Linked DNA regions of Mus musculus: regions 2, 3, 4 and 5 are each linked to region 1. The links are chromatin contacts, called in public HiChIP or PLAC-seq and promoter capture Hi-C maps. All regions are on one chromosome and are shown on one strand. The core of a region is the stretch at or near the end of the contact, and the rest is flanking DNA. Distances in the headings are between cores, read along the strand shown. Region 1 holds the start of Wdr60 (WD repeat domain 60). Region 2 holds the start of Vipr2 (vasoactive intestinal peptide receptor 2). Region 3 holds the start of Ptprn2 (protein tyrosine phosphatase, receptor type, N polypeptide 2). Region 4 overlaps Ncapg2 (non-SMC condensin II complex, subunit G2). Region 5 overlaps Ncapg2 (non-SMC condensin II complex, subunit G2).

What was found. Promoter capture Hi-C pulls out the DNA fragments that hold promoters and counts their contacts. HiChIP or PLAC-seq counts read pairs in DNA pulled down with a chosen protein or histone mark. Capture Hi-C pulls out chosen DNA fragments and counts their contacts.
Region 2: a promoter capture Hi-C map of adipose tissue shows a contact between it and region 1. The contact joins the promoter of Vipr2 here to the promoter of Wdr60 in region 1. A contact is called at or near these places in 17 of 39 promoter capture datasets (the 3T3-L1 cell line, 3T3-L1-derived adipocytes, the C10 cell line and 11 more), 2 of 484 Hi-C or Micro-C datasets (embryonic stem cells and trophoblast stem cells) and 2 of 9 other capture datasets (adipose tissue and pancreatic islet).
Region 3: a contact with region 1 is called in a FOXA1 HiChIP or PLAC-seq map of pancreatic cancer cells. The contact joins the promoter of Ptprn2 here to the promoter of Wdr60 in region 1. A contact is called at or near these places in 16 of 39 promoter capture datasets (the C10 cell line, the HPC-7 cell line, cranial neural crest and 10 more), 5 of 484 Hi-C or Micro-C datasets (cortical neurons, embryonic stem cells and nephron progenitors), 2 of 115 datasets of contacts at active chromatin or transcription factors (bone marrow-derived macrophages and pancreatic cancer cells) and 3 of 9 other capture datasets (adipose tissue, liver and pancreatic islet).
Region 4: a contact with region 1 is called in an H3K4me3 HiChIP or PLAC-seq map of bone marrow-derived macrophages, with 2.2 times the contacts expected there. The contact joins the enhancer-like site here to the promoter of Wdr60 in region 1. A contact is called at or near these places in 7 of 39 promoter capture datasets (the C10 cell line, the HPC-7 cell line, HPC-7-derived erythroid cells and 5 more), 3 of 115 datasets of contacts at active chromatin or transcription factors (bone marrow-derived macrophages, embryonic stem cells and stem cell-derived neural progenitor cells) and 4 of 9 other capture datasets (adipose tissue, liver, macrophages and 1 more).
Region 5: a promoter capture Hi-C map of the 3T3-L1 cell line shows a contact between it and region 1, with 2.1 times the contacts expected there. The contact joins the enhancer-like site here to the promoter of Wdr60 in region 1. A contact is called at or near these places in 13 of 39 promoter capture datasets (the 3T3-L1 cell line, the C10 cell line, the HPC-7 cell line and 9 more), 2 of 115 datasets of contacts at active chromatin or transcription factors (bone marrow-derived macrophages and embryonic stem cells) and 3 of 9 other capture datasets (adipose tissue, liver and macrophages).

The regions. Positions count from the first base shown.
Region 1 is chr12:116,261,397-116,265,174 of GRCm38.p6, reverse strand. It overlaps Wdr60 (WD repeat domain 60), which reads left to right and starts at 2,150. Exons shown (of 22, transcript NM_146039.3): 1 at 2,150-2,324. The coding sequence starts at 2,310.
Region 2 is chr12:116,076,169-116,080,229 of GRCm38.p6, reverse strand. Vipr2 (vasoactive intestinal peptide receptor 2) reads right to left here and starts at 2,504. Exons shown (of 13, transcript NM_009511.2): 1 at 2,337-2,504; 2 at 98-197. The coding sequence starts at 2,384. Gm46383 (a long non-coding RNA gene) reads left to right here and starts at 1,999. Exons shown (of 3, transcript XR_001780734.2): 1 at 1,999-2,195; 2 at 2,726-2,859.
Region 3 is chr12:116,484,167-116,488,147 of GRCm38.p6, reverse strand. It overlaps Ptprn2 (protein tyrosine phosphatase, receptor type, N polypeptide 2), which reads right to left and starts at 2,428. Exons shown (of 23, transcript NM_011215.2): 1 at 2,175-2,428. The coding sequence starts at 2,283.
Region 4 is chr12:116,440,921-116,444,767 of GRCm38.p6, reverse strand. It overlaps Ncapg2 (non-SMC condensin II complex, subunit G2), which reads right to left. Exons shown (of 29, transcript NM_133762.4): 24 at 1,644-1,831; 25 at 327-467. Among named protein-coding and RNA genes, the nearest start is that of Gm25112, 34 kb to the left of the region's middle. Within about 2 kb of position 2,012, at least 7 of the 459 cell types and tissues checked have an H3K27ac peak or open chromatin away from gene starts, as enhancers often do. A contact at or near this core is called in bone marrow-derived macrophages, where this site is marked.
Region 5 is chr12:116,457,840-116,461,961 of GRCm38.p6, reverse strand. It overlaps Ncapg2 (non-SMC condensin II complex, subunit G2), which reads right to left. Exons shown (of 29, transcript NM_133762.4): 29 at 1-1,398. The coding sequence ends at 1,347. Among named protein-coding and RNA genes, the nearest start is that of Gm25112, 17 kb to the left of the region's middle. Within about 2 kb of position 1,446, at least 29 of the 459 cell types and tissues checked have an H3K27ac peak or open chromatin away from gene starts, as enhancers often do. A contact at or near this core is called in adipose tissue and bone marrow-derived macrophages, where this site is marked.

The DNA.
Region 1 (3,778 bases), core at 901-3,400:
CTTTCTGCTGCTGAAGGAGTCTCTAGCAGAGGGTTGCCCATCTTCCTAGGCATGCTGGGCCTGATGCTTGTTCTGTCTGAGTATCAGAGTGGAACATTCAGAGTGGCTGTAGAGGTAGGGGAGTGATATCAATTCAGGAAAGTTTCAGGGCACCCGAAGCTGCTGTAGCCATCGTAAAGACTCCTGAACTGAACTAGTCACAGGGCATCAGATATAGCCAAGGTCTTGAGTAGTCCTCTGGAATAGCTCTTGAGGCATATCTGGCAGCCTGGCTATGCTCCAGTGTGGCAGCTATCTCCAGTAGCTAAGCCTAGAGAAAGGGTGACTCAGTCCAGCCTTTCCACTAGCCTAAGTAGTTCCAACTATCAAAGGTGGAAAGAAGAAAAGGAAGTGTACACCCTGGGGAAGGGTAGGATACTGATGCTGTTCTGTCTCATTGCCGCTTTGTATAAATACCTAGCTTATGTTAACAATATAGGTAGTCTTTATGGAACACCAATATACAAAGACATCCTGCCAATGCCACATGTGACTTTAAAGCCTAGAGAGATGTGAGAGAAAGGTACTGAGTTTTGTAACAAAGTTGGTTTTCACTGTGAAATAAAAAGGCTTTGTTTGTATCCATAATAATGTGAAATTATAAATTAGTGTATAATCTAATTAGGGACATGGAAATTAAAAATGAAGACTATACACAAAAGAGAACGGAGGATAGCAACAAGTACATAAGTTATAAACTTTGAATTAAATCTGTAGGAAAGTGGTGCTGGACCAACACAGGAATGTTTGGGAAGAGTGAATGGACAGGGTGAAGGATCCATCTCCCAGGCAGGCCATGCATCTGAACAGTGTGTGAATATTTAGGCGACTGCAGTGAGCAGAGAGTGGTGTTCCTTACTCGATCCTTCCCCTTCATTACCTGACTTTATTCTTTCCCCATGAACCTATCCCAACATCCAACTATAGCACCTGTCTCCCATTTGAATGCTTTGTAGCTTCACATTAAGAAGTTTTGTGTCATGACATTCAATACCCTTCACAAATTTGCACACACCTCCCTTTTCATCTCTAGCCATCTCTCCAGTCATGAAATCCAGACCCTTTGTTACAGGTGTGCTCTGCTCATTAAAGAAGCTTCTAATCACATGTGGGCTTTGGGTACTTGGGAGGTGGCTAGTCTTGACATATTCTGTAAGTAAAGAATTTTGAAGACACTACAAGTTTTTAAAAATACGTTAATACTTCAAATATATACTGCACGTTAAAGTGATAACAGTTTATGCCTGTCTCTGGTAAAATATACTATTAAATTTAACCTTTTTCAACTTTTGAAAATGTAGCTCCTGGGGTTGGGGAGATAGCTCCGTAGATAAAGCATTTGTCATGCAAGCACGCAGACCAGGGTCTGGATCACCATCACCCACGTAAAAGTCAGATGGGGCAGCCTGCTTCTAACCTCAGTGCTCATGAGGCAGAAATGGCCATAGGCAAGAACCAGTAAAATTCTGTAAGAACTGGACCAAAATAAACCACAGCCAACACCAAGATTACCTTCCCTCTAAGAAATGTACTGGATTAGTAGAAACAAAGATAATAGACCTTAAGCAAAGATGAAAGACTTAATGTATGTTAGTACCTTTTGTATGACAAGGATTTGGCTTAGTGACCTTTGTGTGGTGTTAAGTGAGTGGAAAGTCAAATTCTAACGTGGGTTACAGTAATATGTAACTTAGAAAAGTGTGCGAATAGTAAACTTCTCATCTGCAGAAAAAGCTCAGAATGCTAACATACGATCTAGATACTTCCTAAGTATCGCTAGGCAGACAGCCTAGTCTTGAACTCACAAAGATCCTTCTGCCTTGTCTCCATTGTAATAGAATTAACTAAAGGTGTGCGCTGCCGCAGTTGGCCACAAATGATTTTCATGAAAAGACAGTCTATAGGGTGTGAGTTGAGGAGGCAAAGCCTTGTTCAAGTATAAAGCTCAATCACCGTTTCCTTCCCATCTCTCGTTGTCAACTGTGAGGGTCAAAGAAGGATCAGACAAAGAAACTCAAGACATAAGAAAAGGCTCCTGCGTGTTTGCAGAAAACACGGGCGCGCAGGCGCGCGTGCTGGGGACGGCCGCGGGGCATGCTGGGCCAGCGCCTTCGGCCCGTTGCTAGGAGGCGGGGACGCCGGCCCTCCTGGGACCCAAGTCGCAGCAGGCCTGGCTGGCTGGTAGAGCTGAGCGACGGCGGGTTTATCTTCCTCCGGTGGCCCGCGCCTGCTGGGCCGAGGACACGCGGCTGTCCCGGCCTCGAGGAGCGATGGAGCCTGGGAAGGTCGGTGCGCCGCGGGGCCCAGCCTGGTCCGGCCCGCGCCCCCATTACCCCCCTCTTTCTTGGCAATGGAGATCGGGTTCCTCCTGGGCCTGCACTTAGGAGAGAGCTGGAGGCGGAGTTTGGGTCGAGGTCTCAGCTCTGCTGTTGCCTCTCACTTCTTAGCTCCAGGTGCGGTTTGTGGAGGAGTTTCTGGACTCATCCAGAGGCGAGGCTGAGTGTCAACTTCAGGAAGGCACAGGACTCCTGAAAAAAAAGTGCCGCAAGGTGAAACATGAGTCTCGTTAAGGTAGAAGGTTGTTGACTTTAACTTTGGTAGGTCGTTTATATCAAAAATCCATCTCTTAGGTTTTCCGGTTTGGTGCAATACAGGTTTTTAAAGTATGTCCTTATGGCCCTATTAACAACTCATGATAAATCCTATGAATTACCTTAGCGTCTATTATAAAGGACCCTTGTCTGCTTTAATTAATTTAGGTCTTCTCTTTCCATCTTTTAGTTTACTGGGTAAAAGTTTGCCCATTTTGTTGATCTTTCTGAAAGAGTCAGCTCTTTAGTTTCATTGATTCTTCGTACTGGTTTGTGTTGTTACAGTTTCTTTGATTTCAGTCCTGAGTTTGATTTTTTTTTTTTTGTGCCATCTACTCTTTTGGGGTTATTATTTCTTCTTGTTTTTCTAGGGCTTTCAGGTGCATCATGAAATTACCAATATAAAACCTCTCTAGTTTTTTGGTGGAGACACTTGGTGCTATGAACTTTCGTCTTACAAACTGTGTTCATTGTGCCCTGTAGGTTTGGCTATGTTGAATTTTTATTCAGTTTTAAAAAGTTTATTTTCCTCTGTGATTTTTGTTTTGACTCAATTTTCATTCAGTAGTAAGTTGTTCAGTGTCCATGAGTTTGTTTGGTATTGTTGATATTCAGCTTTACTCCATGGTGGTCAGATAGGATTCAGGGTGCTATTTCAGTTTTCTTATATGTATTGAGGCTTGCCTTGTGTTCTAATATGTGATCATGAGCTTTGGAAAAGAAAGAATATTCTTTAGAGTTTGGGTGGGATATTTGTGTGTGTGTTTGTCTGTCAATTTGACTTACGATATTTTTTGTTTGTTTTGTTTTTTCATTTGCTTTTTTAAACTCCAGCAACTTCTCTGTTTAGTTTTTTTTTTTTGGATGACCTGTCTGGATGGAAGTCAGGTATTGAAGCCATGCACTACCACTGTGGTTTTTATCTGTAGTAGTGTTTCTTTTATGAACATAGGCACTCTTGTGTCTGGTGCATAAATGTTTAGAACTGCCATTGTTGTGTTTTATAAAAAAGAAAAAGAAGCCAGGGATATGTTTGGTAGGGGTGCGGTGTGGTGTGGGGGAAGAGTGTCCCTCTGCAGGCCCATGCTGAGGCATCCCTTCCCCCTGAGGTAAAGGTATAGTATAGAATAGAGTTTACTTAGGGCATG
Region 2 (4,061 bases), core at 1,255-3,754, 190 kb after region 1:
TAATTTTTTTTAAGGTGTAGGTGACCTCCAACCCCTCAAGGGGCTGAGAAGTATAGACAGCTAGGATCCCACTCCCAGACTTAATCCCCAAACCTACCTCTCTGATTCTCCGTTTGGCTGCTTAGCAGCTCTGCACATTTTGTCTCTTCTTCTTGTATTTCTAGATGAAAGCGACATTCTGGATGGATGCTGCTCACCTGTTCAAGTGAAAGAAATAGAAGTAACTAAAAATGACACAAGAGAGGGTTAAGCAAAAATCTACAGGAAGATCCAACGCTTCACCTTTCTAAATTTCTTTGAAGCTGAAATTCATTTCAAATCAGCTATTTCATTTTCCTGATGTGGTTATTTAAAAAAAAAGAAGAAAAACTTTACTATTTTGTGAAACAAACATAAAATCCAATAGAATACTTTTTCTGAGCAGGAGAGTAAACTGACATTGTATGTTGTTATTACTAACTTAAGAGCAATGGGCTGTTAGAAATGTTCATCTCTCAGAATTGAAGAGCTCCCATTTCATAGTCTATGGTTTGCTTAAGTAAAGCAAGTTAACTCTTAGTGGCTGTGGGTGTGCACAGACACTCTGTGTACCTGGGGATCCTCTCTGTGGTCACCCTAGAGTCAGAATAGGTTAAGTGAACTTTCATACGCTTCAGGGCACATTCAAAACTTAACCCTACTCGTACTGGTAACATTGTTATCATTGAGCAGCTTGGTGTGAAACACTTTTTTAAGAATGAGAGGGATTGGATGGAAGAGGCAGCGCTGAGAGAAACAGATCTGATCCAAGGAGCCATGGAAGGTTTCTGCAAAGCTTTCACGGAGTCCTTAGGCACTGAAGCTGAGCGCCAGCCAGAGAGTATAGAGAGCATCTGAGCTCGCAGTCCAGGAAGGCAGCATTTTCTGATCGCTGTTCTTATAAAGACCCAGTGTCCTTCCTCCCAGGCTGGGCTCCTTGTGGAGCACTCACTCTCATTACTTGTCTGTCTGTCTGTCTGCTTCAGTTTCTCCCTGTCTTAACAAAAATTTGCTTTTACAAGACAGTAATGCAAAGGAATCCTGCTCAGTTAGGTATGGCTATCTCTGTGTTTAGTTATCCTACTGTTGATCTAGGCCAGCTAGCATCCCAACGAGGAATACAATTTCCCAATAGAATCAAAGGACAAAACTCAATGTTGAATTTTTCTGCTACATTCACTTCATTTAAAATCACTTGAGGTACCTTGGATTTACCAGCTCATTGCTACACAACCACTAAAATGCAGAGATTCGGAGGTCAAGCAATAGCAACTCACTGATCTGAATTTCAGAACTGATGAGATGATAAATTAAGGTGCTAAAAGCCTGGTATTGCTGACATTCCTGGAACATGGGGAACGATGAAATGTTGGGATGTCTGAAAGGTTAAAGTGATTGGAGTCCCGAGGATTCTCGAGCATCCTTGGGAAGCTTCCCTCAGCTGCCCGTGGGGGCAGAGAAGATATGCTCCAGAAAACTGAAATTTCATCAACAATGACGGATGGATTTCCTTAAACATCCCCTCCCCTCTTGCTGCACACACTAAGCTTAGTTGGCTCCCTCAGCCGGAGGCCTAGATATGTGTGGAAACCTTAAGCTCCACAGGGATACAGTTCTCAGAGCAGAGAAGCAAATGCAAGAAATAAGGCTCAAGCCCTTCTTTTTCTTTCTTAAGAAAGGTTTTCAAATAAAGGGTAGAGTTCCGGAGAACTACATAAAACCAATGCAACCCATGTAACAAACTTCGGTTCAGGGGTTCTTTTGGCTCTCTTAAGAAGAAGAAGAAGAAGAAGAAGAAGAAGAAGAAGAAGAAGAAGAAGAAGAAGAAGAAGAAGAAATAAAAAAGAGAGTATTTCCAAAAGGAAACTTTCTTAGCCACAGCACTTTCCTTCTGTCACATACTAAACAAACACTCAGACCAGGAGATGGAAAGAGAAATATTTAACCACAGAGTAACAGCAGTTTCTATCGGAAGCAAAGTCAGAGCAGGTGGCCCGGGCAGCGGCCACTCTTCTCGCTGGGTGCTAGGGGTGTTCCCAACTCCAGGAGCACTGCCAGACCAGGACCCAGGTCGTCCCAGGGGCGGGGGTCGAGGAGAACTTCAACCCCACTTCTGGCGAACCCGCAACGGCGGTGGGAATAGGAAAATTCCCCTGAGTCCAGCAGCCCAGGGTTTGGTAAGGCTCAGTAGGAAGCATTCTGCTCTGGATTGTCTCCCCTGGCCCCACGCTCCGCCCGCTCGTGCTGGGACTCGGAGGTGAGCCCCGCGGTCCACTGCAGGATGCGCCTCTTCGGGAAGTGGGCGCGGGTTCACTCACCCGCACCAGCAACCAGCAGTAGCAGGTCAGCACCACCGACGCCCTCATCTTGGGCTCAGCGTGCTGCCTCGGTCCTTGGCGCCTCAGCAGCACGGTCCCCTGCTCCGGGCCTCCCAGCGCGGATTTCCTCAGTCTCGCGCCTATCGCCCTCTCCGCCTTCCAGGCTGCAAGTCCCGGCCCCGCCCCTCGGCCCAGTCCCCGCCTCGCGCCCCTTTCTCCTTTTTGCGGAGTCTCTCTCTGGCACTCCGGTCCACCAGATCTCTGTCCAAACGTCCCTCCTTCCACCCCTACTTCCCTCTGAAGTGCAAGACCCTGGGCCTCACCCCGACCCCCTCCTGGCCTGGGTACTTCCCTTGTCAGCCCTGCTCTCTCGCGCTCCTTCCTCCCAGGCTCCCTCTGCTAACCGAGCTGTACTGCCTCCCTCCTCTGCGACCCCACTGTGGGCTGCCGTGTTCAAGCCTTTGGAGAGCTGGTGGCTCAAGTAAGCAGATGCTCACCCACAGAGGGCATTGCCCAATTCCAGGTAAGGGAACTTGAGCGCTGAGGTAGCATCTGGCACCAACTCCCTGTGCAAATGCGAAGCCTGTGTGCAGCACAAGGAAAAAGTGCAGAAAGTGGCTGGACGACCATGGTTAGGTCTGCACTGGTGTGAGCAGAGAGAAAAGAGAAAGCTCTTGCATGGCTCCCCTTGAGAGCCTAAGGCCAAGTTGAACAGAAAGCAGAGACTTCATCAACGCAAAAGTGGGTCTGCTCATCGGCACCCCAAACCCTCAGGTGACACGTGTGTGGCTCATTGTACACTAGGCTTGTGGAGACACTGCCACTGTTCAGCTATGGTTTGGCTGTCTGTCGACAGACCAGTCTAGGGAAGAGCAGAAAGCTACCAGCAGACAATAGTACTCCATTAAGTAAAGCAGGCAAGTTTTAAACTTCTTATTCAGATATAATTTCAAGCCCAAAGTCAGAAGTCTGAAATAGTACAAAATGTATCCTTCACACTTTGGGGTGTCTATCTGCCCATTATTTTTCTCCCCACTGAGTTCATCATGTGCTCCATGACATCAGAGCCCCGTGTACCCTTGGACCTAGGTTTCTATCTGTTTTCTGTCACCCTTCCACTATCTGTGCATCTGCCTGTGTTTGTCCATCAGGGGATTTTATGGAGGAGAAGGTCTGGGCACTAGGTCTGCAGCTTGGGGCCAGGAAGCTTGGGCTCTGGCTTTGTCCACAACCCCTGTCCGCTGTTTCAGCCAGTGAACCTGATCCACCTGCACATTTGTAAATCACAACATCGACCCCTGCCATTGCTCCATCCCAGAGGGTTACAATTAGAATTAGGAGAGCTGATACACCTGAATTGTTGTGAGGGATGCATTCTAAAGTCACGTCCGGATGTTATTGGTCAAAACTGGGTGAGACGCCAGGGTTCCAACCACAGCAATGGCATATATGATGAGATGAAGTGATAGTCCTGACAAGGATGAGATACAGGCACGGGGAGACAAGAGGGACTTGTTTTCCTGGGGGTATCCTGGAGGAGCGAAGGTCCTAAAAAGACTGGTCATGTCTTTCAAGGTCTCTCCATTCTTCTGAATTGGGGTAAGGAGAGAGAGAGAGAGAGAGAGAGAGAGAGAGAGAGAGAGAGAGAGAGAGAGAGACTCTTGTGCCTATGGTGACTGCTTGGTTCTGATGGGACTTCACATTGTTCACAGCCTGGATATGAAC
Region 3 (3,981 bases), core at 1,179-3,678, 220 kb before region 1:
TATTAATAGCTAAATGAAAAAAAAAAATAGATGTAGCTCAGTGGTACAAGGCTTGCTTAGCAGGCTCAAAGCCATGGGTTCAAGCCCCAGCACCGAAAGAGAAGAGAGAGAGAGAGAGTAACAACAGATGCCTCAGCTTTGTCAGATATTCCTCCCTTTGTTTCTTCGATTATGTACAATTATTTGAGTCGAGCTATTACAAGACAAGAGCATAGCAGCAGCTACCTTTCACAAAGTTATTGGCCCTATGTAGTCTCTAGTGTCCTAAGAATGGGTGGCAGCACTCAGGTAGAGCCATGCAGTCAGCCCAAGGGGAGAGAGAGAATTCTGGGATCGGTGCATATGGCAGAAGCCAAGTCCAAGTGCCTGGGGGAACAGAGAGCTGTAGATGTTGCCTTCAAAACATTCCTGACAAAAGCTAGGTCTGTATTATTGCCCCACAAAACAAACACTCCTGAGACTGGCTTATGACCCATGATATCACAGTCAGTGACAGCATGCCCACCCCAAGATGGACAGGGGAACAGTCATTAACCTGACCCTCCTTGCTGAGCCATCAGACAATACTTTCTGCCATGTTTAGGGTGGATCAGCAATGCAGGTCACACCTATTGATGACCTGCCTCAACTTTGGTTGTTGTCAAGAGAACACTGCTGTGTTAGGCAGGTGCCCAGGACGACTTACTTCCAAACATTTCTGTCTTTGGGTTACCTTTGCCAGCCTCACATCCCCAACCTTCTTCCCCTTTCTTTGTGGTTTTGAGAAAATGCTATGAGCCATCGACTACCTAGGAAAGCATCTCCTCCCGTGCTCTGCCATAAGGTAGGGCCACCTCTGGTGTCCTGCTACTCCCTGACCTGTTTGCAGCCTTGTGCCTGTGAAGGGTGACATCTGGCCATCTGGGCAATCAGCTCTCCCAAGAAGTAACAGGCCAGTTTCTAGCCAGTAAGAAAGGAATAGGAGAGAGAAAATTAATGTATATCTTAGTCTTCTGGGTTCATCTGGGGTGAACAAGGCAAAAGCTTCACACACACACACACACACACACACACACACACACATCCAGAACACACACACACACACACACACACACACACCCCTATTGAATAAAGGACACATTTAGCCACTCAGTGAGGAATAAGGGGCCTGTGAGCTGGTCATGGGGGAAGTAGACTGGGGAAAAAAATGCCTGTTCAAGGAGTCTCATGTGGTAGGCAAGGGCCTACTTTCCATCCTAAGTAGTTCCTGCAAACTAAACTAGACCCTCGGTGTGGAGAGATCAGGAGGCCAGGAAAGCCTAGGGAACCAGCCCTAAGCCAGCCAAAGGGCTGGGAGAGCAAAGATCCCTCCTCTCTGCAGTCCCTTTCTTTGAGTTTTGCAAGGTTGAAACACCTCTGAAGACCAGAGGCGGGAGGAAGGAGGTGTGGAGCCTGAGGGGAGCTCGGGCCAAGGCTGCAGCTCACCCCTCACTGCCTACCATCCACAGGCGTGCACACTCTCTCCTCTAATACTGATTGTTCTAGTCCATTATGTGTTGTAATTCTGGCCCCAAAGCCTCTTACAAACATTGGGTTTGTGGTAAATCTCCTTAACAGACAAGATTAGCAGGAGGGAGGTGCCATGTCAGAAAGGCCACCAGTTCCGCCCTCCCTCCCTGTCGCCTTTCCTTTTCCTTCCGCGTGTCAGGAAAGGAAAATGTCGGTCCAGTCTTCACCGGCAGACCGAGGATTTGCCTCGTGAGAGGGAAAAGGCAGGCGCAGCGCATGGTAGCAGGAGAGGACAGCCTCCATGGAAGGACCCAGCCACTCACTAAGCCACGTCCTGGCCCTTCAGGTAGCACGCGGAGCGCACGGACACACGTAGGGAACACGAGAGCAGGCAGGGCTCATAGACACTTGGGGCACGCGCAAAGCGTGGACACTCCGGGATGCACAAACACGCGGGGCGTGGACAACCGTATGGTTGAGCTGTCCCAGGTCCTTGACGCAGGGGCCCATAGCCAAAGGGGGTGGGGTCGGTCACTGGGGAGGGAAACTGAGGCGGGGAGGGGGGCGAGACCCGCCCCACGTAGCTGGCGAGGACCGGAAGACGCACGGCGGGCCCGCGGGCCCTGCGGCTGCGCACGGGCACACAGAACCCAGCGCCAGCTCCCATCCCCGCGCCCCTCACTCACCCAGGCGCCCCGGGAGCTGCCGGCCGCGGGCAGACGCGGGGGCGGGCAGAGCGCGAGGCAGCGGCGGCGGTAGCAGCAGCAGCAGCAAAAGCGGGAGCGGCGGCCCCATCCCCGCAGCCGGTTGGCGCTCAGTCCATGGCCGCGCGGGAGCAAGGACCGATAGGGACTTAGCGAGGCGGCGCCAGCTCCTTTCGCGGCGCTCTCAGCGCTCCTGCGGCGGCGCCGGCCGAGCTTCAGCACCGGACAGCGCCACCGGCCCCACCCCCGCCGCCGGCCCCGCCCATGACCACGCCCTCTGTCAGCCATGCACGTTCAGGCACGCCCACCTCGCGGGGGATAGGCAGGAGGTGCTCGCTCCCCTCCCGAGAAGCGGGTTCTATCCCCACAAGCTGTGGTCCCTTCTGCTTGGGATCTTCGAGGGTCACCCTGCAGTGTCCAGATCGGTTCGTGGAGAAAGGACACTTGGAAGTGTGGTTGTGCTGCTGAAACACCAAACTCCCTCTTATTCAGTGTTTAAACTCAACTGTCCGCAGTAAGTGGTGGCAGCTGTTGGGGTCTGCAGGCATAGATCCACTGGAAGCTGCATCTCGAAGGTAGGCCAAGAGAGGAAAACTTCAACTTTGTGCAGGGCCTGAATAGGAGGCTGATGGGGTGGGAGTTGCAGATGGAGTCCTCAAACAGAACAAAAGGAGTCAGAGTGACCGTGGAGTGTACCCCATGCGGCGTCGAGTCCGAATTTTAGACATGTTTACCTGGGGGCCTTCCATGCTCACAGTCCAGTCTATCCCTGGAATGGCCAGTGCTGAGGGACCAAGTGCAGATTCTCAGACCACTTTCCAAAAGACCCATAGACAAAGGCAGGATTCAATGGGGTGGTACCCCTGGCATCTGAAGACTGTGGGAGGTGTGTGTGTATATGTGAGTGGGTTTGTTTTGAATGTAACAGTCTCAACGTATGCATGCTTGCGTTTAAGGGAACAGCCCACTTCCTCCCTCAGGTCTCCCATAGAGCCAGTATCTTTCCATTTCGTGTCATTGTGTCACTGCTAGGAGTCCCAACCACCATCCTGAGTTTGCCCTCCCTTGCCTGGCCAGTCCTCTCACTTCCTTCCATCCCTCCCTTTAATGCCCCTTGCCACAAGGTCCCTTGGAGAAAGACTGCCTCTATTTGGTCTGACTGGGGCTTGGGGCAGCAGTGACGGAGCTATCTTTCAGTCCGGCCTATCTACAACTAACTAAACTAGGTGTTGGGCCTGAAGATTCTGACATCTATTCTCGCGCCTTTGTTGGGCCCCATCCTGATTTTGCCTTCCAAATCTTTTATCCCAGTCTCTCCTTCAGACCTTGTGCCCCCAACCTGGGGAAGTGAGAATGTACCTTAGTAGAAAAAGCCGTTACTCCAGAAGACCACCGCAACACTTCACAGCAACAGGGTCCCCTACAAAGGTGTTGCCTGTGGTCCTGAAAATGCCTGTCTGGTTAGGAAGAAGGATGGTAAGCCTCATATCACTTTGGCTCTGTTCACCATTTTCAGTAGCATTAGCAGTTAGAACACTACACCCCCAAACGGTGTAAGACCCTTAAGCAGACATCAATGACACCGATTCTCTTGCAAACTCCAAGAACTGCTTCAAGTGCCATCCTCAGCTCGTCTAGAATATCCTTGATCCCTGATGCCGAAACATGGATGAGCTCAGGGGTATATGTGTGTGTGTGGGGGGGGGTAAGGATGAATGGAGTAGCAGGGGACTGCCTGGGTGGGCAGATATGTCCTCTGATATCCTAACAGTCATGTCATGACTCTGGG
Region 4 (3,847 bases), core at 763-3,262, 180 kb before region 1:
TAAAGTTCAGAGCAGTCCTGAATAGTCTGCCCAACTATCCCTGCTCTCATCTTCAGCAAAGAGGAAGCTTGAGAAACTATCAACTCACTCAAAAGTCTGAGAACCAAAAGACAAGTCCACATCCTGGAGCCTAGATCCACCTCCATCAGGAGTGATGGCATCCTCAGCACATGCTCCACAGCTGCCATCGGGCTCCAGACAGCCAACCAGCTGAATGGAAAGTACAGGAACTGGCCAAACAGTCCTGACCAAAACTAGAAACACCTGACCAAGTCCTATAAGCAGAACAGTTGAGAAAGAGCAGTTTCAGGATCCATAGACCTCACCTTCTGCAGCTGGTGACTTATCTCAACCACAGGTGCAGCAATCAACGTAGAAAGCACAGCATGGTGCACTGCAGTGTCCTTGTGCCAGGACTGGATGGTGGTGATGAATTCATGAAGAGGGGTCTGAACAGAATGAAAGAGCTACAAGAAATCACATCAGTCATTGTCAGTAGAGCGGTAAGAAAACAAGTACCAGGTGTGGTGGCTCACATCTGTATAAAAGCAAAACAACAGGCTGAGGCGGGAGGACTGAGGTGAGTTTGAGGCCTGCCTGGGCTACATTGTGAGTTCCAGGCCAACCTAAGCTAGAGAGTAAGATACTGCCTCCAAATAATAATAATAATAGTAATAATAATAATAAATGCCTGCTGGGTATTGTGGCATATGCCTTAGGAGGCAGAGGCAGGTTGATTTCATTGATTACAAGGCCGGCCTGGTCTACACAGTGAGTTCAAGGAAAGCTAGAGTAGAAAGAACCTCTCTCAAAAACAATAACAAAAAAATAAAACAAACCAATGATATAAAATATACCAATAGTAAAAAGGGAGGGATGACAGAAAGAAGGCAGTAACACTAAAAGCCATCAGCTCAGGCAGGATATTCTGAATGACACTACTCAGTAGATGGGGTAGACTTGGCAGGGATATTAAGATCAGGCATAAACCACATAAACAATATGTCAGCAATGTTCACATATTTCCATCAGGAAAGGCTAGAATAAAATCGAGACTCTTTAGTATTTCATAAATAACCTCTCATTTAAACATTTTTTAAAAATTAAAACAGTAACAGTTTACTGATAGAAAAAAGTGGCTCTCTGTTAATGATAGAATTTATTCAGGAACTGGCTTTGTACTATTTTAGGAACAGGTCTATTCCTTTAATCTTTTTAGGACCTGGCTCTTCAGTCATCCCAGTCTATGAGCTTTCTACCATCAAGAGAAAACTATGGTCCCTTCAGGGACATGGGGACATTAACAAATGATGGGAGTTAGCATTCTCCCAGGTAGTCACTGTTTCTGTTCAAATGAGCATCTTCACAAATATATTCTATCTGGGCCATCAGTCACCGAGCTATAGAATGTGGATCTGCATGCCACCAAAGAATGCAAGCATGCCTGGCATTAGGGTTGGCATCAACCATCACTCAATGCCTTTAGCAGACAGCACAGTAAGAGTCAATGTGGACAGCCACAGTCTCTATACACATCTAACCCAGTCGCCCTGAAAATACCCATCCACCCTTCCTACTAACACCCACCTCCCCACCCCACCACCACCCCCTATCAAATAACCCAGCCCATTCAAGCACAATACCGGAAGACTTTCTTCAGGTTGCTTCCTGAAGATACAGGCAATACATTCCAACATCTTCTGAAACACTTCCTGGACTAAGTCAAACAGCACTGTGACTTTTTCATCTGAATCTGTTTTGTGAATTATGGTGTTTCCAGCTATCTCCTTCAGAATGCCAAGAAGTAATGAAACATAAAAAAAACCCTTCACTAAAAAGAGAAAAGAAACATTAATTACCTAAGCACATGATTTAGTTGAAATTGCTCAATACATATGTATATGGCAGGATAGCAGAACCTATTACTATTGAGTCAGCACTAAGCATTTCATCAGACTGACCCAAACTAGAACCCAGCACACAAAAACTTCTTAGCCAGCAGCGACAGTACAGCTGACTCTGTCAGTAAAATAAGAACTTTGGTCACTGCATGTAAACAACTGGCAGTGTGACTCCTATGACACATGATTTAGAAAACAGAAACTTTCTCTTATATTAAAACCTAAGTGAAAACCCAAAAAGGACAACTCCAACCTCCCATCTCTCAATATCATTTGATAACCTCAAGAGATTTCTGATACTCAGTAGTAATTGTATTCCTTTGTTTGTTGTTTTTTCCAATTACCTCCCACTGGGTACATAATCTGTTCAAATTCATTCTGTGTAAGCCTGATAACACTATTACTCCATTTACCTTTCTAATCCATCTTTCCAGTAAAAGCCACAAAAACAGAGACAGTGGCCTGTCGCAGTAAACTTCAAGCGTGCCTTATCACCCTTTCCCACCCATCGCATGGCTCAGGTGCTGATTAACCTTTAACTTTTGGATACTGGATAGCAAGCCTCCTGCCAGAATCCATGCTACAAGATACACTAAGATAAAACAAGCATGTAGTAAAGCACAGAAATGATGTCACTCATAGAAAGCCTATTGTTCAGGTGACTACAAGGATGTCCAGACAATGGGCCTGGATAACAAAGGGTAAAGCCATTCGCTTACAAAATGGACTAAAAATCCAGCAAGCTGCCAGAGACCGTAACCAACTATATTCCCAAACCTTCCTGCTAAAAGGAAGACAGACTTCCCACCCCAGAAGCTCTCTATGAATCCTCTCTAGGTCTAAGACTGCCAGAATCAATAAGCAGCTGCATAAAATCACTAAACCACAACAGAAACTTTCAAGGATCTATTACTCTCATTCAGAGGAGGGTGGAAGAACTCATTACTCATATACATGTCTGTGGAATGTCCACTGAAGGGACAGGCGATGAACTCTTTAAACCAGGATACTGCTGACTAAGACCCAGACATCCTAATCTGGGCCACTGTGTTGGAGGCGGTGTCCTTGGGACAGGCTTTGAGGTTTCAAAACCCATGCCATTCCCAGTGAGCTCTCTCTCTTTCTGACTAATGGTATCTCAAGGTGTAAGCTCTCAGCTATTACTCCACCTCCATGCTTGCCTGCCTGCAGCCATGCTCCCTGCCATGAAAGTCAGAGATTCCCTTCCCCAATAAACTCTGTTTTCTATAAATTGCCTTAATCATGGTGTCTTATCAGAGCAATAGAAAAGTAACTAAGACATATAACTAATTTCTGAAAATGGTTTATTCATTTTGCCTCTTTCAAGCAGAGCAAAAATTTCGAAACATAGTAGATTCTAGGTCTTACCTCCCTAAACTACTGGACTCAGGTCCAGCTCTGAATCTGATCTAAAGGGATTGTGCAGTACTATGTGATAAAATGAACTAACTGGACTGCAAAATCTGGTTAGTCCTACAATACTAAATTTTATGCATAATTAAAAATAGATTCAGCCCTTAGGCAAAACAATTCCTAAATGATGAATGAAGTGATGAATGAATTTTGGTTATTTCAATTCCAAGCTATATCTATCACTCACATCTCTTGAATGCAATGGTTAACTTCACTCAACTAAATGTGCTAAACAGAATTCAATGAAGGAAGGCCTCTCTCATTAAACTACTGGACTTTAAAAAAATGAAAATTTCAAATGTAGGAAGACATTTGCATAGAGCTCAGTAACTGGGATGTCCATACCACAGAAGATGACTGGGGCCTTGGGAAGATACAAGGTCATAGCTCAGTAGAGCTCTTCTTGTCATACATTCTGTCAGAGGCATCACTAGCTCTGGTTCCAGGTGTGCCACCATCCTGGCCACATCACTCACACCCTTCTTCTGGGAGGGTTTCTACATAGATGCAGG
Region 5 (4,122 bases), core at 197-2,696, 200 kb before region 1:
TTCAACTTCTGCAACTGTCTAATCCTGTGTGATGTCAAATCCTCAGCCTGATCTGGTACCTTTCCTCTTTCCCACCTGCTGAGGCCACCCTCCATCGCCAGTGTAGTCAGTCATACCTGAGCTCTCTAAGGCTACTCAACCCTACTTGCCAGAGTCTTTGCTAGGGAAAGGATGTTGAGGGGGTAATACAGGCTATAGAATTCTAGCATTGCCCTACAGCCCAGCAGATTCTTCCACCATGGTGCTAGTGCCATGGTTCCTCCTATCATTTTTAAGCATTTTTAACGAAGGACATGAACTCATTATTGCCTATGTATGGCTGCATATTATGTCACTTTTAAACAAGATCCTTTTTCTCTTTTGTATCATTAACCCATCATTTATACAGGACCAGGGCAACCCTTTAACTCTTGAGTTCTTTGCTTACTCTTCAATAGTCAATACAGGAAAAGGCCGATGCCTCTGCCATCGACCTGCAGAGGGAAAACAGAGGCAACTGGGCACGTGTATCCACTGAGCAATACTTCACTGTGGCTTGAGAAACAACAATCATTTCTAGGTGGCAACTCACTCCTGGTCCAGGCCTTCCTCAATTCACTTCCACTTTGGTTGGCTTTTGGGCCTTTGTGTTTTGTTTTTGTTTTTTTCTTAATGCCTGCTCTGTCCCTGACTATGCATAGTACACAGCAACACTCAAACAAGAAATCTTCTCTGAACTGAGAATGCCTTTTGTAGAAGGAGGCTGTTGCCCTTAGAGTAAGGCTAAAATGTAAAAGTCACAGCTCAGATGTAAGAGTTGAGCTGAGCCCAAGTGCAATGGAGTAAGCAAGACACTTCATATCAGTGTATATATTACAACTGTTCAACAGAGGGCAATAAAATATTTTGATGAAGTGATTCTTTTTGTCTTTTGAAGAAAGGTCCTGTGTGGGCTAATGATAGCCCTGCTGAAAGGCCAAAGAGAAATCTGTTCCAGGAGAATTTCACAACAAATAATAAATAATGGGTAAGTCACAGGCCAAGGAACGTAAGAGCTGCCCATGCCACAGTTCCTACAAGCTTTGCCAGCTCTTCTGGAGAGAGTGGTGAGCTGCTTGCCAGTCTTTCTCTCACATGACTTTCATCACTCTCCATCTCTGCAAGCTGGTTAAAGGCACAGGGTACAGTAGAGCACCAGTGTTGTACTGGTCTCCATCTTTGGGCACCGTCAGACCTGGGTGTGGTCCTTAGGACTCCGGGCTTAGTCTGATGAAAAAAAAAAAAGCAATATACAAAAGACACACATTTTCACTTTCATGAGTCTTTTCTCTATTTCTACACACCCAGTGTTTTTGACGGTGGTTTTGTCATGGATTCAGAAATTCTCCCAAAGTTCTCATTGATGACTCATATAGGAATCTGAAAGAAATAGAGAAGACACAGATTCAGTTCCCCTCAAATGCAGAGTTTACACATGGTCTGCAGCAGACACATTTGAAAACAGCCTGTGCCCTACACAGAGCACAAGTTTCACAGCCGTAAAGGTAAACAGGCTCAGCACCCAACGCAGAGCCCATACCCTGAGACCCTGGTGATCACATCCAGGCACAGGCTCAGTAGCACCCACTCACTGGCAGCGTCCAGCCAGAGGGTACTTCTCTTAGTACTGCCCTTTTCTGAACTCTACTCTCACTAGCTCCATAGCACACAGAAGCACAATGTGGCTCGTCCTACCCAGCATTCAGTCCTGACCATTTACTGTATATGAGGAAACAAGAAAAATTAAAGCAATCATCCACCTTCACCACCATACTCAACTACTATGGCCACCGCTTCTCTGCCCCCAGTCAAGGGAGGACTGCCTGAATACCCAGCCCAGTGACAGGAACATTGAGGCAGTCTCTCCCCTGTCTTTCAGGGGTCCACTCCAATTTAAGTAACATGGTTGGACAGCTCCTACATAAATTACTGCAGGGTGCCACTGCAGACTTACACATACCTATTTACAAAGTGCAAGGTTCTGTGACATTCCATTGCTGTATATAATTACAAGGACAAGCCACATGTGGCAAGAACATGTTTTCCCACAGAGGCACATAAAGGAGAGTTTAAACATTTAATTGAATAACACTAGCAAGCAATAATAAGTAATGTAAGTAAGTAAACTCACTCCTATCTGCTACACTTGGGAGAAGCACAAAAACACATTACAAGAACAACTTAAAGAAACTGAGGTCATAAGACTCTTGTCTTGGTTTTCTTGGGAGTTTTCTCACAAGCACTCAGAATCCTCACATGACTCCACTCTTGAACCATGTTCTGACACTTCAGTATGGAGATAATTTTCTAAATACAACACCAAAACTCACAGTTGGATTTTGATAAAACTAAAATTCTCTGTTTTTCCAACATGGACCTAAGGTCAACTAGGGGTAGGGGTTGGGGGACACTAATGTAACAAGAGAATAATAAAGGCATAAACCACCAACTAGGTGAAAATATTTGTAAAACATATAAGGAGGTGGTACTAAAAGTATACAAAGATCCTTTCAAATCAAGTAAAGAAAACAATCGACCTAATTAAAATCTGAGCTGAAGATCCTTTTTTCTCTTCATTTTTAATTTTATGTGTATGGGTGTTTTGGCTGCACGAATTTCTAGCATAACATGCAAGTAGTGCTTGCAGAGCCTCGATGAGGGTTGTAAGATTCCTTGGGACTAGAATTACAGGTAGTTGTAAGCTGACATGTGGCTGATGGCAATCAATGTCTGGCTTCAGAAAGAACAACCAGCCAGTGCTCTTAATTGCTGAGATGGCTCTTGATTGTCACCTTAACTACAAATGAGAATGATCTAAAACCCAAGTTGCTTAGTCAGATTACTTGAATTAGGAAGATCCACCTAAATGGGAGGTCACACCTTCTGGAGACAGCCTACACAAAAGGCACAAAAGGACATGGAAGAAGTAGACTTTTTCAGTTGCATGCCCTCACTCTTTTTTTTTGTTTTTTTTTTTTGTTTTTTTGCTTGTTTGTTTGTTTTTTCAAGACAGGGTTTCTCTGTATAGCCCTGGCTGTCCTGGAACTCACTCTGTAGACCTGGCTGGCCTTGAACTCAGAAATCCACCTGCCTCTGCCTCCCAAGTGCTGGGATTAAAGACGTGTGCCACCACTGCCTGGCAAAAGCACTAGCATGCCCTCATTCTTAATGATAAGTTCATAAGTGGCTGCCAGTATTAAATCCCACTTCTTTAGGATTCCAACAAGACAAAAGACTAGCTGCTGTCTAGGAATCTTCCAAGATACCAGCACCAGATTGGTTCTCCTGAGTCATCCAGTCTTGTGGACTAAACAACTAGTGAGACAGCCATTGCAGGACTACTCAGACCGCATTCTACAAGCCAGTCTAATGAAACCATTTCTAATATACATTCATTTTGTTCCATCTGAGCACCAAAATGGATACATTCCATTTTTGTCTGCCTACTTGCCTATCAAGCCATCGTACTAAGCATGACACACAGTGCTATGTGGAAACTGAACAAGAATTCAGGTAGGTCTTCCAAATCCACTCCACTTGTCCACATAACTCAGCCAAACCACCCATCTGGCACCGTGAGGAATCTGACCAGAAGTCAAGGTAATGATGCCAAGAGCCAATCAGCCATCCTATCTACCAAGATACCCTGGGATCATATAGAGCTCTGTGCCCCTGACCAGAGATAAGTCCCCCAAAACTGGCCTCATGGCCACCTATATTAGGACAGTATAAAGTCCTGCATTCTGCCCCCCCCCCAGAGCCCTGCCAAAACTACCACTGTGGCCCCAGATCCTGCTAATGAAAGAACCAACTCAAGAACCCACAGAGTCCTGAAGGTCAACTGCAAGAATTTAAACCCATAGAAGGTTTACTCCTAGGTGCAGAAGATGTACCTATACCAAGGTAAGCGAGGACCGCTCCATTCACACATCAACACAGAGTGGCCTCAAGACTGAATACCAAACAGCATTCAGCTGATCCACAACCTGACAAGTAGATATAATGAGGAACAAAACTCTAAAAACTTAGTAAAAAAAAACCCAACCCCAGATGCCAAGGTCCCATTCCAAAAGCACAGGCAACATGAATAAGCAAAACATCTCC